2 separate regions of the Triticum aestivum genome follow, and region 2 is linked to region 1. A link is a contact called in public Hi-C data. All regions are on one chromosome and are shown on one strand. The core of a region is the stretch at or near the end of the contact, and the rest is flanking DNA. Distances in the headings are between cores, read along the strand shown.

The links. A called contact is a pair of places that touch in the nucleus more often than the background predicts.
Region 2: a Hi-C map of leaf shows a contact between it and region 1, with 5 times the contacts expected there. The contact joins the enhancer-like site here to the promoter of LOC123042067 in region 1. A contact is called at or near these places in 3 of 5 Hi-C or Micro-C datasets (all in leaf).

What each region holds. Positions count from the first base shown.
Region 1 is chr2B:681,698,693-681,705,681 of IWGSC CS RefSeq v2.1, reverse strand. It overlaps LOC123042067 (histidine-rich glycoprotein), which reads right to left and starts at 3,868. Exons shown (of 2, transcript XM_044464592.1): 1 at 3,615-3,868; 2 at 2,790-3,514. The coding sequence starts at 3,763. The coding sequence ends at 3,229. It overlaps LOC123046680 (FCS-Like Zinc finger 1), which reads right to left. Exons shown (of 2, transcript XM_044470094.1): 2 at 6,532-6,989. The coding sequence ends at 6,900.
Region 2 is chr2B:681,920,254-681,927,242 of IWGSC CS RefSeq v2.1, reverse strand. No RefSeq gene overlaps it. Among protein-coding and RNA genes, the nearest start is that of LOC123046682, 9.1 kb to the right of the region's middle. Within about 2 kb of position 3,697, at least 4 of the 8 cell types and tissues checked have an H3K27ac peak or open chromatin away from gene starts, as enhancers often do. A contact at or near this core is called in leaf, where this site is marked.

The DNA.
Region 1 (6,989 bases), core at 2,619-5,118:
CATATTGTTTTCTTGAGTGAAGAAGGTATTCAAACTGTTTGGGTGAAATGTACATGAAAGATATATTGATTTATGAAGAATGATATTTCAAATTATGTATGCCAAGAATTAGGTACTATACACTTCGTGTAAAATTTAAAATTTTCAATAGAGTTAACCTATTATTTTTAGGGAAGATTATCCTACATATGATTACATGTGTTAGCCGAGATGTGCAACGCAAGCTTACTAGTGTGACAAAAGTCCGTGGAATTGAAAGTTCATTGGTTTGAAAAAAGGTTAAGAGTTTGACAAAAATTTCACAAATTTGGAAAAAAAAGTTTGCAAAATAAAAAGAGTTCACAATTTTGAAAAAACAAAGTTCACAAATTTGATAAAAGTTTCTGAAATTCGAAAAAGTTCATCGACTTGCAAAAAGGTTAAAGAATTTTTTACTTAAAAAAATTGAATTTTTTTCATGAAATTGATAAAAGTTTGCGATGTTGAAAAATATTCATTCATATGAAAAAAGATCACAAATTCAAAAGATAAGTTCACAACTGGGCGCCCTGAATTTGCGTGGTTCATCTTCCAGGACAGAGATCATCTTCGTAGCATGTGTTACCTCTGCGGCCCTCTAAACCCTAAGGGAGTACTGTACTGAACCAAAACAGGTGCCCGATGGCTGGTGGTGCCTGGTGGTTGGTCGGTCCGGCAAGGGAACGAATGGGGGCAGCTGATAAACAGTTCGTGGACGGACAATAAGACAACTGCTTTTCAGTCACCGACTCCAGTGCACTGCCAAGCACTCGAGTTACGTGATCGCGCCTCTTTGTGGATGATAATTCAGTATTCATGAGTCAATCAATATGTCGACTCCTCGGCGTGATCTCTTTGATTGTCCTGCCGTGGACTGTGGACACAGTAGTTGATTCCATGTATGTACGGACTACGGATGACGGGTCTGTAAAAACAGGTTTGTCATGTGTGTTGGTCTGCAGCAGTCAGGCTGTAAGCTCTTCTTAACTGTATGATTCACCATAGCTGAAGCTCTCTTTATTTCGCATCAACGATAATTAACTTGGGAGCTTCGTCCTATTTAACCCTATACTCCCTCTGTTCCTGTTTACCTGTCGCGTTTTGAATTTCGTAGGATTTGCTGCATACTCCACTACAAGTTTCCATGCACGAGAACACGCCGACTGCAAAATGAAAAACGAGTTTCATTAGTACTGAACGGAGCCGATGTGCAGTGGCCAGCGGATGCGAAAATGGGCTGGGCCTAACGCCGTACTACCAGCCCATTAAACCGTAAGGCCCTTTTCCGGAGCTTTCCTCGTCACGGGTTAGCTTTCGGTTCTCCAACAAACAGGAGCGCAGCCCCCACCTGCTGCCAATCACGATCATGAGCGTAGCTATTTTGGCAATCTGCGCCATGGTTTAGGTCACCGGCCACTACGGAGAACAATAAACAAGTGTGGTGGCAGCGCCAGTACGTACCACGTAAGCGGACTCCACAGACTCCACCGCGATCGCTCTGACGTGATCCATGCACTGACGCGTCTCGGTTAATTAACTAGCCCCGCCCGTATTGTGACCGCATGCCTCCCCAACGACCAGCAGAATGGTCACCTTCCATTAACAATCGCAGTACGTAGTGAATAAACTATACTGCCATGCCATGATGCGTCCTCACCCCAGGAAAAAATCAAAACCACCATGATGATGTGAACACCGTACCGTTTAGAAATGCAAGATCGCCTCTCCCAACAAAAGTGGACAAATTATTGGCGATGGGCGGAGCATTAGTTAACGGGGGTAGGTTTTGGTGGTATCCTGCCGTGCATCCTGGTCACCTTTGTACGCAGCACCACTAGTTAATCTCCCCGGTGGTACCACCGAGCAGAGCTAGCGTTAAGAAATTGCGATCATAGGTAGCACGGCACGGACCTGACCTAGACCTAGTGTGGCATCCATAGCAGCTGAGGTCCGGGAAGAGTAGAATAACGAAAAGTTGACTCCAATTAGTTGGTTCCCCGGATTCCAGCCAGCCCGCGGCTCACGCTGGGGGGACACACTTCACCCGCACAGGTGGACGGACTCGGTGATGCCATGGTAAACCGCACCATCGCATTTCTTTATGCCTCGGTGATCTCGTCTAGTTCGGTAGCTAGTTTCATCGTAGGATTTGCTTTAGAAATTGTGGTGGGACTCCAACGTTTCCTACGGCAGTAGAGTAGTTCATATAGATGCTGGCTGAGAAAAGGTGAATGAATTGCTCGCGGGAATATGCACTTCCCGTTGTGCTTGTCGGGCGTCGCGAAGAAGATGCCGGGAAACCAGGCAAGAAATCTTGCACACGATCTATGGGATCGATTGCATTCGTTACAATATTAGTGGGGGCATCCGATCCTACGCATCTCGGGTGACTTTTAAAAGAAGCTAGACCGGCATAGTTTATGCCGCTGAGTGACTCCATTGGCCGTCCAATTTTGATTCGTCTCGGAGTATTGGGATACTTGATTACAGAACTAATCTTTCATAGTGAATCGAGATCGCCTTGGTCCGCAAGTATGCGCACTAAAATATGTCTCACGTCGCCATCCTTGGCGATGCGATGACACTGTCAAATCCACTCCGGAATCGGCGCTGCTACAGAAACAGTGAGCAAGAAGCTCTGAACCTTCGATGCATCACCACTCTGAACTCTGAACCTGACTATTATGTTCGGTTTTTCCTACATGCTAGTAGTATCATGCAGCCACACTTTCTCTGTCTCGTTGCACTTCCATTCAGGGTTCAGGAACGTGTACAAGAAAACACATATATTGATCAAAGTAACAACAAGATTTACATCTAGAGCGTTTGGTACGGAAAATCAATCCCATTCCACAAAAGCAGAACAAACAGCCAAGTTAATCTGGGGCGAGAAAGATGGAGAGGGAGCCCATGCATTGCATTGCATGCAACAATGGCTCGCACTCTCGTGGCTCTAAAGTTCTAACCTCGATCGGGACACACTATTTGTGAAAAAACCTCCATGTCCAGCCGCCCGTGGAACAACGGGACCCTCGATCAGGCGTGTACGTACGTACACCACTAGTATATGCAACCGGTCCCTAAACCCGTATGCTGGCGCGTGTAGTCGTAGACGTATGAGTACGTGTACGTATATGTCCGTCGTCCTGTACTGTACGTACGTGTGCCAGACTGAGGTCGCCGAAGATCGGGTGCGGTTTGATGGGAGCGTCACACGCGCAACGCGGGGCTCCTCGCGGCGAACCCGGCGTCGGCCCACGGGGCGGAGCCCACCATGGCCGTCCGCGGCTCCGGCGGCGGCTGATGCGGCTGGTGCTGGTGCTGGTGCTGACGGTGATGATGATGGTGGTGGTGGTGGTGGTGGTGGTGCCGGTGCTGCTCCTTCCGCGCCGCCGACACCGCGTGCGCCGCCGCGTGCTTCTTCCGCCGGTGCCTCGCCCTGTCCACCTCGATCTGCTGATGCCTGCACTCCTCGCTGCAGAACGGCGTGTCACCCCTGCACAACACACGTACGTAGTCACGTATCCAGAGTCCCAGACAAGATGGTCGCATAATCGCATTGCAGCTGGGACTGAACGCCTGGCCGATTGACGGACCTGTACATGAAGATGTCGCCGGAGAGGGACTTGCCGCAGAGGGAGCACTCCTCGAGGTAGTGGTGGCCGTGGCCGTCCGCCTCGTGGACGTAGTACAAGGGCGATGACGGCGGCTTCATCGTGCTCATGGCGCCGGCCCCCTTCATCATGCTGCCTGCGGCGGCGAACAGCCTTAGAATTGGGAGCAATGCCGCCTTGACATGGCACTAAATGTCAAGGAGGCTCGGCTGGCTTGCCGTCTTCCGGGGGGTGTGCACAAATAGGGCACGGCCCAGCTCCATTTTTAGCCTCCGACGAACGTTGAGAGGCTGCTAATTCACACCGGAGGAGAGCAGTGCCATGAATAGAAGCCAAAGGCAAGGAACCGGAGCTTTACATTTTTTTGTTTTTGGTCTGATGGAAACGGTCCTGAACGATCGATTCTGCACCAAGAACCACTCTCTGCATCGACCTTTGCACATGGTAAATCGCAGAGAAATGAATCGGATAATACTTCTCCATTGGTACAGTATTCTTACTCTTAACAGCCATTTGCTGTTTAGATTGTACAAGATGCTTCATAACTTGGGTTCGATAAACATGATCCATCATCCATGTGTTTACCACTGTATCCAGCGGACATGTGCTGAAATAGTCTGCACCCATTGACGCACTGCACTGGACTGAATACGGTCTTGCTTGGACCAATTCAGATGCAATATGATAGCAAGGAAATGACAGCACCTCCCATATTATTTGTTTTGTTTTCCTGCGAAGTTGCACCTAAATTATGCAACCCGTGTACATATGTCATCGGGGGTCATTGTCTTAACAGCGCGGAATGAGCACATCCCTCCCGCCCCCGTGGGAGAAAAAAGAGAGCACCAGCTCTTGTCGCCTTCGCAGGCGTCCTTTTAGCTCAGAGCACGACAAGAGCGTCCGTCGTCGTCGAAAGCGGCCCGCCATTAAAACCATTGTAAGCAAGCACCCGGTTTACCGTTCAAATCTCTCGTCTTCGCCGTCGTCGTCCTCATCCTCCTCCTTGAAGAAAACAACACTCCAGGCCAGTCCAACGCCGAGACATTAACCTCTGGCACAGTGACACGCCGTAGCATCTGGTTCACGGCGACCAACGCCGAGACATTAACCGGTGCCACAGCAACACGCCGTGATAGAATCTCGTCCACCGTAACCAACAGCTGCTAGAACGGTCATGGAACTTTTCTAGCGTCACATGGCGGCGACTAGACGGAGCTTCGATCGCAGAGCACCACGGCGTGCGCATGGGTGCGATCCGGCCACGTGCGGGGCTCCGGCCGGTGCCCCCCGAACCACCGGCACCCGAGATGCCTTTGGCGAGCCGGTTCCTCCCGGCCGAAGGCAAAACGACCCGACGCCTCGTGCGTCATGGCCTCCGTTCGTAGGTGGCCGTAACGTGGCGAGGGAATCCGAGAGCTTTCCCCCTAATGAAGCCTTGAATAAGCTTGTTTAAGGCCTAGATTTGCCTAAACGATTCTCCGCTGCACATGCACTCCAGTGCAGGTAAGGTGAAATCTACGGGCTTCATGAGATAGATTTGTTGTTGCTACGTTTTTTTGAGTACCTAAAACTCATCTAAATGAGATATAATTTGGTCTCATTCACTTTAAAAACAAGAATAAATACAACCCACGTCAGCACACACGCATCTTATAGCATCACATCCAATGGCTATAAAAGGTGAATGAGACCAAATTATATCTCATCTAGATGAGTTCTAGCAAAACTGCGTTTTTTATCAAAAAACGTCGGGTACTTCGTACTAGGGCCAGCGTGCTTTGTACTCCCTCTGTCCGAGAATACTTGTCATCAAAATGGACAAAAAGAGATGTATCTCAAACTAAAATACATCTAGATACATCCCTTTTATTCATTTTGATGACAAGTATTTCCGGACGGAGGGAGTAGTAGTTTAGCGTATGTTCACGGCGATGTGCGCAGGGTATGAGATCAGGCAGGTCCTAGAAGCATGGGCGGTATTGCCGTATAACCGTATTTGTACATGTTAGACGATAGACGTACGAGCCTTTTGTTTTCTTAATATACTCCGGCAGCTGACAGGTGGACCTTGCACGTAAGGTGTACACCGGAGATCCACTAGCAAGGCAGCTTTCGTGGACAGAAAAATGGTGAAGTAAAATGCGCTGGTCCTTGTTGCTAGCCGTTGCCTCGTGTAAGTTTCCAAGAAACAGGCCTCGCGAATGAAACCACCGGCTGTCTGGCCGAAAGAGAAGATCTTTATTACTTCACTCATGTATGTGTGGAACCTTATTAGGAGTAGTCATGTTGAGCACACTACTTTGCTTTTCTTGTTGAAGCAAACGTCTAAATAATAACAATTCGTTCACGGCTATCATTTCTTCAGTAAGAAATGGAAGGCATCATTTGTTATCTCTCTGGACTTTCCTGACTTTACCTGCGCTCTGCTCCACCAAGAACCAACAGGGCCGTTGTCTGGTCCTCTGCCTTTGCTGTATGCACACAGTAACAGGCAACGGCCTCCAGTATTTTTCATTTTTTTTAAACAGGAACGGCTTTAAATTCCTATGGTACAGTAAAGAACGGCGATTGTGTTCGTGGGCCAAAACGAATAAATTCAGTTTTAAATCTTAATATTGCGTCCACTGTTATGGGTGGAACCATCTGTGGAAGCATGAAAGCATGGAACAGTAGGAAAGAACACAGCTGAACTAACGAGAAAACCGAGAGAGCCCTTTTGTTGGACGAGACTTGACAGCTCCCCCGCCGTGTGCTCATCCGTGCTCCCGCGTACGTGGCTTGTTTTGATTGGAACAAAATAAAGCCCGACCCCACCCCCTTAAAATCAAGAGAGGGAGATAATTAGATTAGAAAAAGAAAAGGAAAAAGACAGCTGTAGGATGAAGTGGGAGCACGGATGGGAGCATAGGAAGGGAGCAGCCAAGCCGGATCCCCTTTTTTGTTATGCCTCTCTCTTTTCTTTCATATCGACAGGCTATAGTACAACCTTACGCGACACAAGAACAAAAAACCAGCGATAATTCACACACAAAATTTAACTCTTAGTCTCCATCTTCGGAGATCAAAAGGATGAGAACCCATCCATGCGGTTCAGAGACAGCATAAGATGCAGCAGGTTTGCAGCCTGGAGGGTGGTGGTCGTCCCGTCGAACCGGCGATCCAAGCTTCCCTCAACTGGATCTAGCCTGCCCAACTCATCATCGAGCTTTTGTTCATCATGAACTGCTGCTGAAAATCCTACGTTTCGGCTTTGTTGCCGGAAAGCTGCTACCACGCCCAGACCGGGATCCTCGGGGTGCTCTGCTTCTGCTGCTGTCTCTGCCGCTGCTCCTCCGCCCTCCCGGTCTGATTCGAGCG
Region 2 (6,989 bases), core at 2,448-4,947, 220 kb before region 1:
TTTACTGTTCACCCAAGCTCATTTGAGCTTGGGTGCAAAAACTTCACGTCCCCAAGCCAGCCAAATGCAGGGTGACAGACCGACAGGGGAGGTCGGCAGGTGCGAACAAGTGGGCCCTCCTAGACGTCTCACATGCCGGCGAGGTTTGCGGGGCGCTTCTAGGAAATGGGGAAATGGGGACGAGAAATTACGGCAGGGCCTGATTTGTTGAGTTCGATGCCTCAACCAGAAGTTCGAGTTTCGATTTTCTCCAATTGCTTGAGCAAGTCGAGGCAGGGAAATTCCGGCGCGAGAATTGCGTTGGCGCCGATCTCATCATCGGTCACAAACGTCATCTAGCCGTTTTGAATACATAGAGAGGCATGTATAGGCCACCAATGATGGAGTCAAATCCAGTAGATCTGAGGTAGAAGATCATGAGCCGATAGCCTTGGCACGATGGTAACAGGAAGATGGGATTTTATCCGGGTTCGGGCTAGAGATAACACCCTACCGTCCTGCTTTGATTGTGTTGATTGAGGGGTGCAGAGTACAAATTAATCTACCACGAGATCGTGTGTGTATGTACTGACGTCTACGGTCTTCACCCCTCGATTTATATAGACACAGGGGTACATAGGGTTACACATAAGTCGGTTACATCTATGGGTTGACTCTCCTGGGGGCTGACGAGCATGGCCCACTGGTTGGTTGCTTTGGGGATCCTAGGCCCAGCCCATATGTTCGGGAGCGAACATCATTAGCACCCCCTTATTCAGGACACCATCACTGAGGTCTAACGATTAAGAACTCGTCCAACACGCGGCATGCTGTCGACCGCCCAATTACACCGCATCTCTTTAGAAAAGCCCGTCAAATTGTGTGAGAGCTATATCTCGCTTATAACGAGATGGAAGGAGCTCTCGCGTCACGCCCAACGTGAGCGACCGGCCCACTAGCGTTGGGATTCGCTCGCTGCATTGGCTATACTCTGGTTTTCTCTGTGATTTTTCTTTTTTTCTTCAGTATAACTTTTGTTTTATTTGTTTTTCTCGGTTTTCACTATTTTCTTTGGTTTTTTTTTTCTTTGTTTCCTTCTTTGATTTTCATTGATATTTTTTCGCTTCCTTCATTTCTTTTTCTTTTTCATCAATTTTCTTCGGTTTCAGTTTGATTATTTCTTTCTTTCTTTTTATGTGTTTTTCTTTATGGTTTTTTTTTCTCTTTTTTTCTCTTTTTTGATTGTTTTTTTATTTTCTATGTTCATTGTATCCTTTTCCTTGGTTTTCTATGTACATTTTTCATGTACATGTGAAACATTTATTTTTATACATGTTAGCATTTCTAAGACACAAGGTTAAGATTTTTAAAAACAAATGTTGTTGATGCCAACAATTTTCATATACATCAAGAACAATTTTTATATAGGTCTACATTTGTTAATACATGATCAGCATTTTGAAAATATAATGATTAACATTTTTTTCAATTACAAGTTTGATTTCTACTTTTTTCATAAACATTATACATTTTTTACGTACATCTAAGAAATTGATTTGATATATGTTTAAATTTCTACAAATACATGATTGCATTTTTATAATGTAACATATAATTTTTCAAACACATGAATATTTTTTAAATGTCACAAAGTTTTTTTATGCTATCAACATTTTTTTATACATCAGGATCATTTTTTAATACCTGTTTAACATTTTCTACATACATGGTTAACATTTTTTCAGATATATTTTTTGATTTTCTAACATTGTACCGTTTTTATACAGTGGGAAGATGTTTTATGCATGTGTAAGATTTTTTAAATGCATGATAAATATTTTTTCATATATATGTTTTGATGTCTACTTTTTACATACACATTCTACACTTTTTTTGCAGGAAACTTTTGATCTATTCATCTCCAATCATGCCAGTACAACGAACACAAGAAATAATAAAATTACATCCAGATTTGTAGACCACCTAGCGACAACTACAAGCACTGAAGCGAGCCGAAGGTGCGTCGCCATTATCACCCCTCTCGCGCCGGAGCCGGGCACAACTTGTTGTAAGACAGTCGGGAAGTCGTCGTGCTAAGACCACATAGGAGCAACGCACCAGAACAACAACCGCCGCCGATGAGAAGAAGCTTAGATGGGAAGGTTTCAAGCCGAAGACACGTGAACAAAGACGAACAAAGACAGATTCTGATTGGATCCACCAAAGACAACCACCAACTGAATCCCGCGAGATCCACCGCGAACACACCTCGACACACCCTCCAACGATGCTAGACGCACCACCGGGACAGGGGCTAGGCGGGGAGAACCTTATTTCATCTTTAAGAAACCGCCGACGTCTCATCTTCCTAAGCAGGACACAAACTCTAACAAAACTTGAAGAAGCACCTAAAAACCAGGAAAGAGTTAGGCCCATTCCTGGCGCTGCTTGACGACTGCACTGACTATGTCGAGCCCGTGAAACTATATAATGATCCCAGGGAAGAGTTAGGCCCAAAAGAACCAAAATCAACGCGGGGGGGGGGGGGGGGTTCGATTAAAGGGGAGCCCCTAGCTCCATTTCATAGAAACGAAACCAAAACCACACAAACGACGAAGACTCCTGGTCTACACGCCAGGTCTATGGTGTCCCAAGAGTTCACCAAAACGAGAAGCAAAAATCTACCAGACTCTTAGGACCAATTACAACAAAACCTAGTTACATCTCCCTGCTCGAAACGAAATTTACTCCTCTTAACAGGAAAAACTACAAAGCTCAGGACATTGGAACAAAAACCACATGGATCTCATCTGCCATCCTCGGGTGACTCAGTGCACTTCAGTCTGGTTCGAGCTCCAGGGGTAACTTCAGCTTTTTCAGCAGGTGGTCTTTGAATTGAGCCGTTCGTCCTTCCAGCAGTTCCTTGTGAGGTTTTGTCCAGTCCCCTAAATAACTTGATAGAGATCCATTTAGTTCTACTACTACTAAAAACAATATCGTTCCTGCCATTCCACAATCCCCAAAGGACAGCAGAAGAGACTACATTCAAATGTAAGAATCTCTTGTTATAGAGCCAACCACTAACTACTCCCTATGTCTAGATACATCTATTTCTGCGACAAGTAATTCCGAACAGAGGAAGTAGTTCTAAAAAGGAGTTAAAACTCTTATAAAAAACCAACTCCACTTCTTTCCAAGCCAACCTAGCGACCACACACTCAAAAAACAGCGGTTCATTATACGGAATGAAAAACAACACAGCTGTACTGTTGTAGGGGCACCGGGCAGCGACCCAGTGTCCGCCCGTGCCCGTCAAACATTGAGACCCTGACCCGGTCCGGTCAGCACGGTAGGGCCGTAGGGGGGTGGCCGCCGCCCGCGTGGGTCAAGGCTGAAACGACCAAGAGTGCCGCAGTGCAGTGAGCGTCACACCGTCACGCTGTACTTGTAGCCGCTCCATGTTCCTGCGGAGTACCACAACGCACACAAAGTGTAGTACACTTGTGCACCCTGCACGTCGTCAGCCCAGCCCAACCACCCTCCCAAGAACATGGACCGGACGACGCAACGTGCCCAGGGACGACCTTTTGACCCGCTCGTCGGTCGCCTTTCGCGACGGACGGATCCAACTGAATGCAGGCGCGTCGGCGCCAAGGCTCCATCACCGACCAGAGAAGAAGAGGGTCCGTCCAGCCCAGTTGCAGTCCATCCGTGCCCGTGAAGCCTGGTCGATCCATCGACCGGTCGGTCGAGCCAACCAACCAACCTCCCCTGGTCCGCTCTTCCCGAATCCCGTTGCCCAAATCCCGTTTCCACTCCAACGCAGGACGTGCGAGCGAGCGCTACGAGCAGGCACATGGCCGGCCGTCGGCGTCCGCTTTCCGAAAGCTGAAAAGGGTCCAAGCCAATTGCAGCCGTATGCAGAGCGGGAGCGGGGAGGTCGGCAGGGGCTGGCAGGCGGGCCCGCGCCCGGCGCCTGACAAGAGCCGGCGAGGAAAGGGAAGGAGAAATTACATCACCTGCGCCTCAGCGGCTGCATTCAATTCCTGTGCTGTTGCTCTACGGGGCGTGGCGACAAGGAATTGAAGCGCGGGTGGAGGGGCAGAAATCACAGATTTGACCTCAGGCAGAAATCAAATCACAAACTGACCTGTTCAGTAAAAAATTTCACTCTGCTAACCCTTTAGTGTGGCGCCCGACAGCTGGGCGCCGCACCCTACTGTGCAACGCCCTTCCCTTAGGCGTCGCACATCCTGCCAGCGTGGCAGCCCTGGTCCAGTTGCGGCCCCACACGCACCTGTGCAGCGCCTAAGAGCTAGGCGCCCCACTTTGACGTGCAGCGCCTAGCCCTTGGGCGTTGCACAGTGACTTAAGCGCGGCTGCCCCAGCCCGACCAGGCAGTTCTTCATCTCTCCGCTCTCTGGACAGAGAGCAGCGGCGGCGGCGGCGCCCCCATCTAATCCCCCCACATCCCTCTCAGATCTGAAAATTTGATCCGTGGATTCGATCCCCAATCAATCCTACTAGGTAAACTCTTCCCTTCTCTTTCTTTTGCTCCGTAAATTTGTTGTCATTCTAGAGATTTGTTCAAGATTTGATGGAACCCTTGATTTGTTTGGTTTGCTCGATTTAGGATGTGTATTCATATTGGTAGTACCGTAGTGTTATTTATTAGTTCACAATATATGATTCTTGTTGTTGAAACCCTAGATTGTTTAGTTTTTTTAGATATATATGAGATGCCTATTTTTATAGATAACTATGAGATGTTGATTTTTGTAGACATATATGAGAAGTTTGTTTAGATATATATTAGATGTTCAGTTTATTTCAAATATTAGATGTTGAGTTTATTTGAAATATTAGATGTTTAGTTTATTTGAACACATATGACATATTCATTGTGTGAGAAGGAGATGTTGAGATTCTTGTAGTTGAACACATGTTATATGTTTAGTGTATACCGATATTTGAGATGAAGATGAACTTTTATATGTTTATTGTTTGAAATTGTAAGGATGGTTTGGCTTCTGGACGATGTCTACGACGTGCAACACCGGGCCTACATGATGCGCGAGAAGGATAAGGTAATAATGAGTAATCTAAATATTTTGCAAATTTGCCTTTAGTTGAAATTTACATGCCCTAAGATTTGTCATTACTTGTTTTTTGCAGAAGCTTGAACCTCTGAAGATTCGGTATCACGGGGTCTCTGGTCCTGCCATGCCTTACGATGAGCGGTACACACCGTACATCAAGCAGGCAGGACTACTCCCGTGGATTCTGTTGGTCAGCCGGTCCACGCCGAATCTGAACGCTCCACTGGTGTCCGCTCTTGTTGATCGGTGGAGGCCAGAGACCCACAGTTTCCATCTTCGGACCGGGGAGATGACCGTGACGCTCGAGGATGTCTCGTTGATCACCGGTCTTGCTATCGACGGGAGGCCTCTATGTATGAGCACCGATTCTGATGGGTGGCGCGAGCAGATGATTGCTCTTATCGGTATGGCTCCTACCGAGGCTGAGGATGATGTAGAGGAGGGAGAAGAGAAGAAGAAGAGGGAAAGGAAGGCAGCCGGAGCTGCTTTCACGTGGATTCAAAATAACTTTGCGACGTGCCCTCCGGATGCAACTGATGATGTGATCCAGACACATGCTCGTGTGTATATGTGGTACATTGTGTCGAGGACTTTGTTTCCTGACTCCACTGGCAAGAACGCTCCATGGATGTGGCTGAAGGCGTTGACCGTCTTCGATAGCAAATGGAGCTGGGGTTCAGCGACTCTTGCCTACTTGTACCGACAGGTAGTTGGTCTGTTTTGTGATCAACTCATTTATTCATTAGCAATGCAAGCTTGCTGTCAAGTTAACATTGTTTTTCTTTCATATGTAGCTGGATGATGCGTGTTGCAGGATCACACCTAGTGCAGGCATTGGTGGTAATCTGCTTCTACTTTCTGTATGGAGCTGGGAGCGTCTGCCTGTTGGACGCCCGAAGAGCGTCAGGTTTGATCCTTGGTATGCAGATGAACATGACGAATTACGGCGCCCCACGTGGGCTTACAAGTGGGATATCGTTTCCGAGATGACGAACGATGTCAATCTCATGTACCAAAAGTACATTGCCGAGTTGGACACGATTACGCCTGAGCAGGTAAGGAGGTCATTACTTTAGTCCTTTCTCATGCTTGCTTGAAAAATAGTTATCAAATTTGCATTGTTGCCCTGTTTCATAGGTGGAATGGCAGCCATATGGCGCGGGTGAGAGCTTGGGGTACACCGCGGAGTTCCGCCTCAACCCGATGTGCTTGCGGGATAAGGATCTCTGGCTTATGCGGTGCCCACTGATATGCAACTGGGCGGTTGAGTTTCATTTGCCGCATCGCGTGTATCGTCAGTTTGGTCTTTTCCAGCCTCACCCGCCGGATTGGGTGGACACGGATAAAGCACTTCATAGGTAAGAGAGCATGTGTGCGTATTGTCTAATCATCGGGACTCCTTTTGATTGTGCTAATGTTTGGTTTTATACCACGCAGGTTGGACAGGAGAAGGCAACGGAAGATAAAGGACTGGGCCAAGCATCATTCTGCGTATGTTACCCGCTTCCAGCTTTGTGTGGAGCAAGCTCGTAGCACTGCACGCGCCCCGCTTCGTGAGCACAACTCACTTGCTTTTGATAACTACGTACGATGGTTTATTGGAACTACTCGAGTTGAGATATGCCCGCCGGCATATAATGAGGATATTCTTGAAGAACCCGTAAACTTTGAGGATCTAGCAAAGGGGAAGTACAACAGAGATGTCAGGCTAGGGCAAGGAGTCCCTGCTGTTCCGGTGATTAACTATGTGGTAAAGTGTTCCCCTCTTTACTTTCCTGTTGACCGTATTACACATGTTTGAATGGCTAACGCATTCATTTTTTCTCATCCGCAGCGCACCGAGATCAAGAAAGCAGCTGATGAGAGCCAGTCTATTCTGGAGAAGACACCGGTTGGAACTGGCAATGATGA